Regions from separate parts of the Mus musculus genome. Here region 1 is linked to region 2. The links are chromatin contacts, called in public promoter capture Hi-C maps. All regions are on one chromosome and are shown on one strand. Each heading gives the region's core, a stretch centred on a gene start, on an enhancer-like site or on the middle of the called end of the contact. The rest is flanking DNA. Distances are from core to core; before and after follow the strand shown.

Region 1 (2,917 bases), core at 262-2,761, 950 kb after region 2:
GCAAAGCAGTCATATTTCCCTCCTCGATACTGTAGCTATATTAAGTCACTTTGCAACCCTCCATACTCCAGCCCCTAAAGCTGCACGTTCAGTATTGTCACCCCACCCCGATCTTTGGCATACATAAAACCCTTTTCCTGGAGTACATTTTCTCCCATCAATCTTCCTAATTTCATTCAGAGCTGAAGATTTACCTAGGGTATCACTTGCTGTGTGTAGCTTTTTAAAGTGCTATGAGTGGACAATGGGTTCCAAATTATGCTTCCACGGGCAGTTTTTAGATATCTCAATACTTCACATTCTGTACCGTACCTCACCCTCCCATTATACACCACGGGGGATTTCTTCTCTTTCTCTTGTATGAATTCCCTGAAATCTAGTTGGCTGAGGGAAAGTATGGCATACATATTCAATACATACACATACACGTTCCAGGGTGTGGGTATTGACCTGTCTGATGGGGTAAAAATGGCACTAAAGCCATTAACTAGGCTTTATTTTTTAAATTCAAGATGGCAGAGACATCTTAAAATAGTCCAACACAAAAGCATTCACATCCAGACCAGAGCTTCCATTCAGAACTGGCTACACTTAGCGCAACAGCAAGGACAAAAGAATGGAACCTAGGTGCTGAGACGCCAGAGCTCACACCATTGGCCACAGGTCTCACTTAACAGACCTTAAACCCCACATAGAAAGGCACCTGCTGCCTGCCTGCATTCCAGAGGCCACACCTTGATGATGATGATTATGATGATGATGATGACCGGAGGCACTTATGGATTAACAGGCCCGCAAAAATCAAAGATAAAAAGGGAAGGAGGTTAAGTAGTAGACAGAATATCCAGCACGTTTCGGCCCCGCCCCAACGAGGCGCAGTCCAGGGCGGTGCAGCCATAGGGTAAGAACCGATCAAGGCTCCCGCCCAGGGCCGGTCAATTGCGCCGGGTCTGGGAATTCTGGGCGAGCTCGGGGCAGAGGCCAACCACGCCAGGATCCCCTGAGCTATACCTGTCAGGCGGCTGCAGCAAGTAGGCCCCGAAACAGCGGAGGATTGGGGACCCAGGCCCGCAGGCGCCCGTCACCCTATCCCTCCCCTCTGAATCGCTTTGCCTTCTCGCTCTTCCTTTAGTCCTTCGGAAACAAAGACGGTCCACACTCCCCGCCATTTTCTCCTCACCTCAAAAACCACCTCTTCGTCAAACTCCGGTGTCATCCTTCTCCGCCATACCACCCGCCTCAGCACGATGGGAAATGAAGGCAGGAGGGCGGGCAGCACCCAGGCTTCGGCTCCTGCCCACCTCGGGGGCACTGAAAACTACAACTCCCGGCATGCATCGCGACCCACGCCCCTTTCCGACCTGCTTATTGGAGAAGAGGGTGAGCGTGTAGGCTGGAGGGGCGGGAGCGGGCGGGCGTTCCAGAGCTCCTATTGGAGAGAGCTATGGCTTTTGTCTGCCTTTTACATCCCCTGACTACTAGGGGGCGCCTGGAGCGCGGATTTTTCTCTCAAGTTGAGGTGGGGCGCGCGTCCGCGAAGCCGCTGCGATCTCCTCTCGTGCGCGCGCCTGGCGATCGTCCCGGAGCGCGGCGGAGCGGCGCTCGTGCACGTCCCCCTGTCGCTGGCCGCTAGCGCCCGGGTCCGCCGGAGGGTCGCGGGAGCCGGCGTCCGTCCTTTGTGAGGCGCTCAGGCGGTGCGGGACGGAATGTGGGCGCTGCGGGGACTTTTGTCTTCTGCTCAAACTCTGGGGAGTGTGGACTGAACGGGAGCCATGGACTGAGGGCGTGAGCCGCGCGGGGCAGTCATGACTTCTGCCGCGGGTAAGTGGCTGCGCTCGCGCCGGGCTGGGGAGTAGTCGCGGCGGGCGCCGGCGGGCTCCGGCTCCCGCTGCGTTCCCCGCGGGTGGGCGGTGCGGGACTGGCGCCGGTCGCCCGCGCCCGCTGTGGGGTCCCCGGGATGCGTCCCCCACCCCTGAGCCCAGGTGATGGGACGGCGTCGCGGAGCTTGCTCGGGTTCCGTGACTTAGGCGCTGTCGCTGCCTGTGCGCGGTGTGGGAAGCGTGGAGTCCGGTGTGGAGGAGTCAGTTATTCTAAGCTAGGACAGTTTTCCAGCGAGTTGAAGAAACTCCGCCACTAGCCCGCGTTGCTTGAAAACCTAGTATTTATTGACTGAAACTCTTCGCGCTTGTAAGGAGGGTTGGATAGAGCTGTTTGCACCCTGGTGTTTTGAGCCCTATTACCTGAGTGAGTATGGACTATTAGTTGGTAAAATAAAACAAAACCGAGTTGCCCCCTCCCCTGCACCTACCCCTCCCTGTTTTTTGCTCATCTTCACCTTTTCCTTCCTTCCTTCCTTCCTTCCTTCCTTCCTTCCTTCCTTCCTTCCTTCCTTCCTTCCTTCCTTCCTTTCTTCCTCCCCCCCCCACCCCCCTCGTACCTGGACTGTGTAAACAAAGCCCTATTTTCAGTCTGCCTCCTTTCCACTCACCCAAATGACAAAGCCTCTCCTTACCTTTGTGTGAATTTAAGCACTTTGGCTCATTGTGTTGTGACCTTTTTAAGGAACAGTTTCTAATCTTCCAAATTTGTGTCCAAGGGACAGTCTCTTTATAAGAACACAGCACATTTTCAAAGCCAGAATTTAATAAGGTATGGGATATATTAAAGGCATCTTTATCCACATCAGAAGAAACTTTGATGAGAGATTTTGTAGTAAAAGAGCGTAAGTTTCACTTCAGTTAGGTCTAGAATTAGCACTTAAGTATCAGATTAAATTTTCTTTGCTTTTTTTGGCGTTTGTTTAACATTCCTGCAACTTGAAAACTGTCAGGAGAGCACACACACTAAATGTTCTGATTTGTACTTCTAAAGCCTTGAAGGAGTCACACTGCTAGGCAAAATCCGGATTACTTCAAAC
Region 2 (3,293 bases), core at 133-2,632:
TGTGCTGGACAAAGGGGTGAATTCAAACCCTGGGTGGGTCAGAACAGTGCAGAGCAAGATTTTGTCAGACTGCTCAGAAGGGACTATAAACAACGCCAATTGTTTGTTTCTGGAATTTTCCATTTAAGATTTGCATAGCCTTTGACCACAGGTAAGTGAAACTTGGGGTGGGGGGAGTAGATAAAGGGATGGTGGGAATGCTGTGCCCCATGTTTGTTTAGTACAAGACTATACTCACAGAAATATATGATTTGGGGGAGAGGGGTTTATTGTTAACTTGATGCCTTCCTAGTTTTGAGAAAAGTACCTGTCAAAAATATGTCTACTCAACAAATCATTAAGATGTTTGGTTGAATTATAAATGTAAGTTAAAAATGTGTAATCAGATTAAATGCATGACCAAAACATGTAAGTTTAAAATACTCACCAGAAAAAAAAAAGTTATTTGCCTGTCTGGTATTCTTCGCTGCTTCCCTATGTCTTGAAACTACTCATTTTGGAAAGCATTAGACCAGAAAAAAGATGGCAACATGAACAAAACCAAATCTTAGAAACTGGTAGTTTTCAGTTCACAGAAATAAGTTGGAAAAACAAACAAAAAACCCAATCAGACGCTCACAAAGAGCCACCAAGTCAAGGGGAAAAGAAGTTTCTGTAATCCCAACGGAATATAAAGAGAATAAAATGTACATGTTCACAATATGACAGACTTGGTTGAGACCTAAATTCAAGGACCTGAGCAACTGCCTCAGAGTTGGTCTTAAGTCTACTTTTGTCCTGTTTTGCGACCCATGAGTGAGCCAAGAGAGGCCATGAGAACGCTGAGACCAAACCCAGTGTTAGGAAATACTTCTGTGCAGATTTTTATTTTGACCTGAGAAGGAAGACATGAAACGTGTAGGGGGAGCTAAGGGCTGTAAGAGCTGGGAGTGGCTACAGCTCAGCTTGTCTCCAGGGCCCCACCCCTGTCGTGGTCCTCCAATGGCATCTCCAGGCGCCCTCCCCAGCACCCTGCCTCAGCTTACCACCTCCGATGGAATTCGTACTTCTGTTCCATTGAGGTGGCTAGAGCCTTCTTCTTCTTCATAAAGCCCAACAGCTCCCGGATCTCCTTCTCGCAAGAGGCCAGGAGTGGGTTTTTACTGTCCAGGGGCCCGTAGAAGGCGGCAGAGGGCAGCGAGTCCTCGGAGTGGGTACATTGCGGCGGGTCGGTCGAACTCGACTTGGACTCGCTGGGCGACTTGAGAACCGCGGTAGAGGTCGGCGGCGGCGTTGGGGGCAGATGCACCGGCGACACCGATGTCTCAGAGTCTGGGGACTCCTCAGAAGAACTGGAGGAGCTTCTGGAGGACGCCATGTCTATCAGAGTTCAGCAGGCTAGAGGCTGGTGGACAAGCGGTTGCCAAGCAACGATCTCCCGGCAACCAAGCCACCTGCACGCTCTCCGGAAGCACAGCGGCCCCTAGAGGGTGAGGAAAGTACAAACAGCCTGGAAAGGCAGGATGCTCTGAATGGCTGGCTATGTGTGTAACCCACTCTGGCCTCAAACTCACTATCCTCCAGCCTCAGTGTCTTGAGTGCTGGGATTACGGACATTCACATCCAACGCCGCTTGAGAGAGGGCTTTAAAGCAAAGAACCAATAAAGAAAATTACCATCAAAAATTCATACAATGTTTTCCCTATTTGGACCACCTACTAATATCCATGGTTACAATCATTAAGATGTATTGGGCATTATTCCAAGCATTTTGAGACATTACCTGTCTCATTAATCGTCATGACTTCATACCTCAGCTTCTATCCTATCTCCTCGGTTTCACAGCTTAGGGGAACATAGCTTGACTTTGACCAAACTCAGAGGATAACTGAGAATCAGGGGACAAGTCCTAATTATGTGCTGCAAAGCCAGTGATCATAAGAAATCTGCCGTCCTGGTGATGCCCCCAAGAGAAAGCACTGAAGCTGAATTCCCAAACCGAAATTAGGGAACTCCCTGACAATCTGGTTAAGACAAGCACCTTGTGTGGCTATGTTCTCTTCCCGCTGCAGTTTGAGTTTGTGAGTAATGATCATGAGTTACTGCCACTTCAGCCTTATCCTAAATGTCACGGTGTTCTAAATCAATATGCCTTTTGCTCAACTTTAACTCCTTGACATTAATATATGCTAAATGGTTTGAAGTGTTAACTCTCCAAATACTTTTTGTTTTTAAACGGGGAGATGGGAGATTTTTTTTTTCTCTCTGATGGACAAACTGTAGGTCTCAGAGGAAATGCTTAACACTAAAAAATGTTCTTTTCTTGCATCTCATGGGCCACAATGAGTCAAATTTATTAATTTGGGATTTGAATTTCAGCTAGCGGACATACTTTTCCTTACAAATTATGCAAGCCCAAAGAAATATTGAAGAACCAGAGATAGAGAGGTTGGCTTCAAAAACAAGGTCTTTAAACACTGAAAACGACTACCAATTCTTTCACATGCAAAATATAGACGGTGACCTTGGTATCCACTGAATAGTAAAGAAGCTCACTGGGCCACAGCCTTATCTCTTCCAGCTCCAAGCCCATTTCTTTCAAGCATCTGTACTAATTTGTAAGGTTGGTCTTCTCTGTCCTATGCACTGTACCTTAATATTCTTGGAAGGAAGATCACAGGGGAAATCACTTATTGGAGCAGGTAATTATGGCTAAAGAATCTTCCAGTGACACACAAGAGCAGGGACCTCTCTGTCAGGGCCCAGTTCTCCATCCAAGAGGCAGCACCTATTCTTGATGCACAATATTTTGTATTGGAGATGAGCAACAAACTTTAACATATTTAAAGAATGCAGGTTGGGAGGGGGAGGCGTCCATTGAGCTTTTGCCAAAAAAAAAAGAAAAAAAAATAATAGACACCTTTTAGTAATAGGCTTGGTAAATTCTCCCAGATCCCATTTTCCCTTGTTTGCAGATAGCAGCTCTGTCCACTTCAGATCAAAAGCCAGTGCAAATTGCCACTGAGAATGATCTGTTGTAGCAACGAATAGAATCGGCAGGAGGCAGGATCCAATTAAATTAAAGTGGTCAGAGGAGAGGAGAGAGCAGAGAACAAAGTGGGCTCGCTCCTTCCCAGCTTCTTGCGAATGACCTTTTCTCGTAGTGTACAGATTTCAAAGTCGCTGGTGGAAAAAGAAATGTGACGAAACTCAAGTGCTTGAATTATGAAACGGTCTATCTTAGTCATCGCGTGCGTCCCCCTCCCCCACCCGCCCTGCACTCTCTTCTGCTAACAATGCCTCACTCACTCGCA

Evidence for each region. Promoter capture Hi-C pulls out the DNA fragments that hold promoters and counts their contacts.
Region 1: a promoter capture Hi-C map of pre-B cells shows a contact between it and region 2, with 2.9 times the contacts expected there. The contact joins the promoter of Fgd6 here to the promoter of Cfap54 in region 2. A contact is called at or near these places in 3 of 39 promoter capture datasets (the HPC-7 cell line, pre-B cells and second pharyngeal arch cranial neural crest) and 1 of 115 datasets of contacts at active chromatin or transcription factors (pro-B cells).

What each region holds. Positions count from the first base shown.
Region 1 is chr10:94,034,490-94,037,406 of GRCm38.p6, forward strand. It overlaps Fgd6 (FYVE, RhoGEF and PH domain containing 6), which reads left to right and starts at 1,512. Exons shown (of 21, transcript NM_053072.3): 1 at 1,512-1,821. The coding sequence starts at 1,806. It overlaps Vezt (vezatin, adherens junctions transmembrane protein), which reads right to left and starts at 1,310. Exons shown (of 12, transcript NM_172538.5): 1 at 1,181-1,310. The coding sequence starts at 1,216.
Region 2 is chr10:93,080,240-93,083,532 of GRCm38.p6, forward strand. Cfap54 (cilia and flagella associated protein 54) reads right to left here and starts at 1,383. Exons shown (of 68, transcript NM_001347060.2): 1 at 1,026-1,383. The coding sequence starts at 1,357.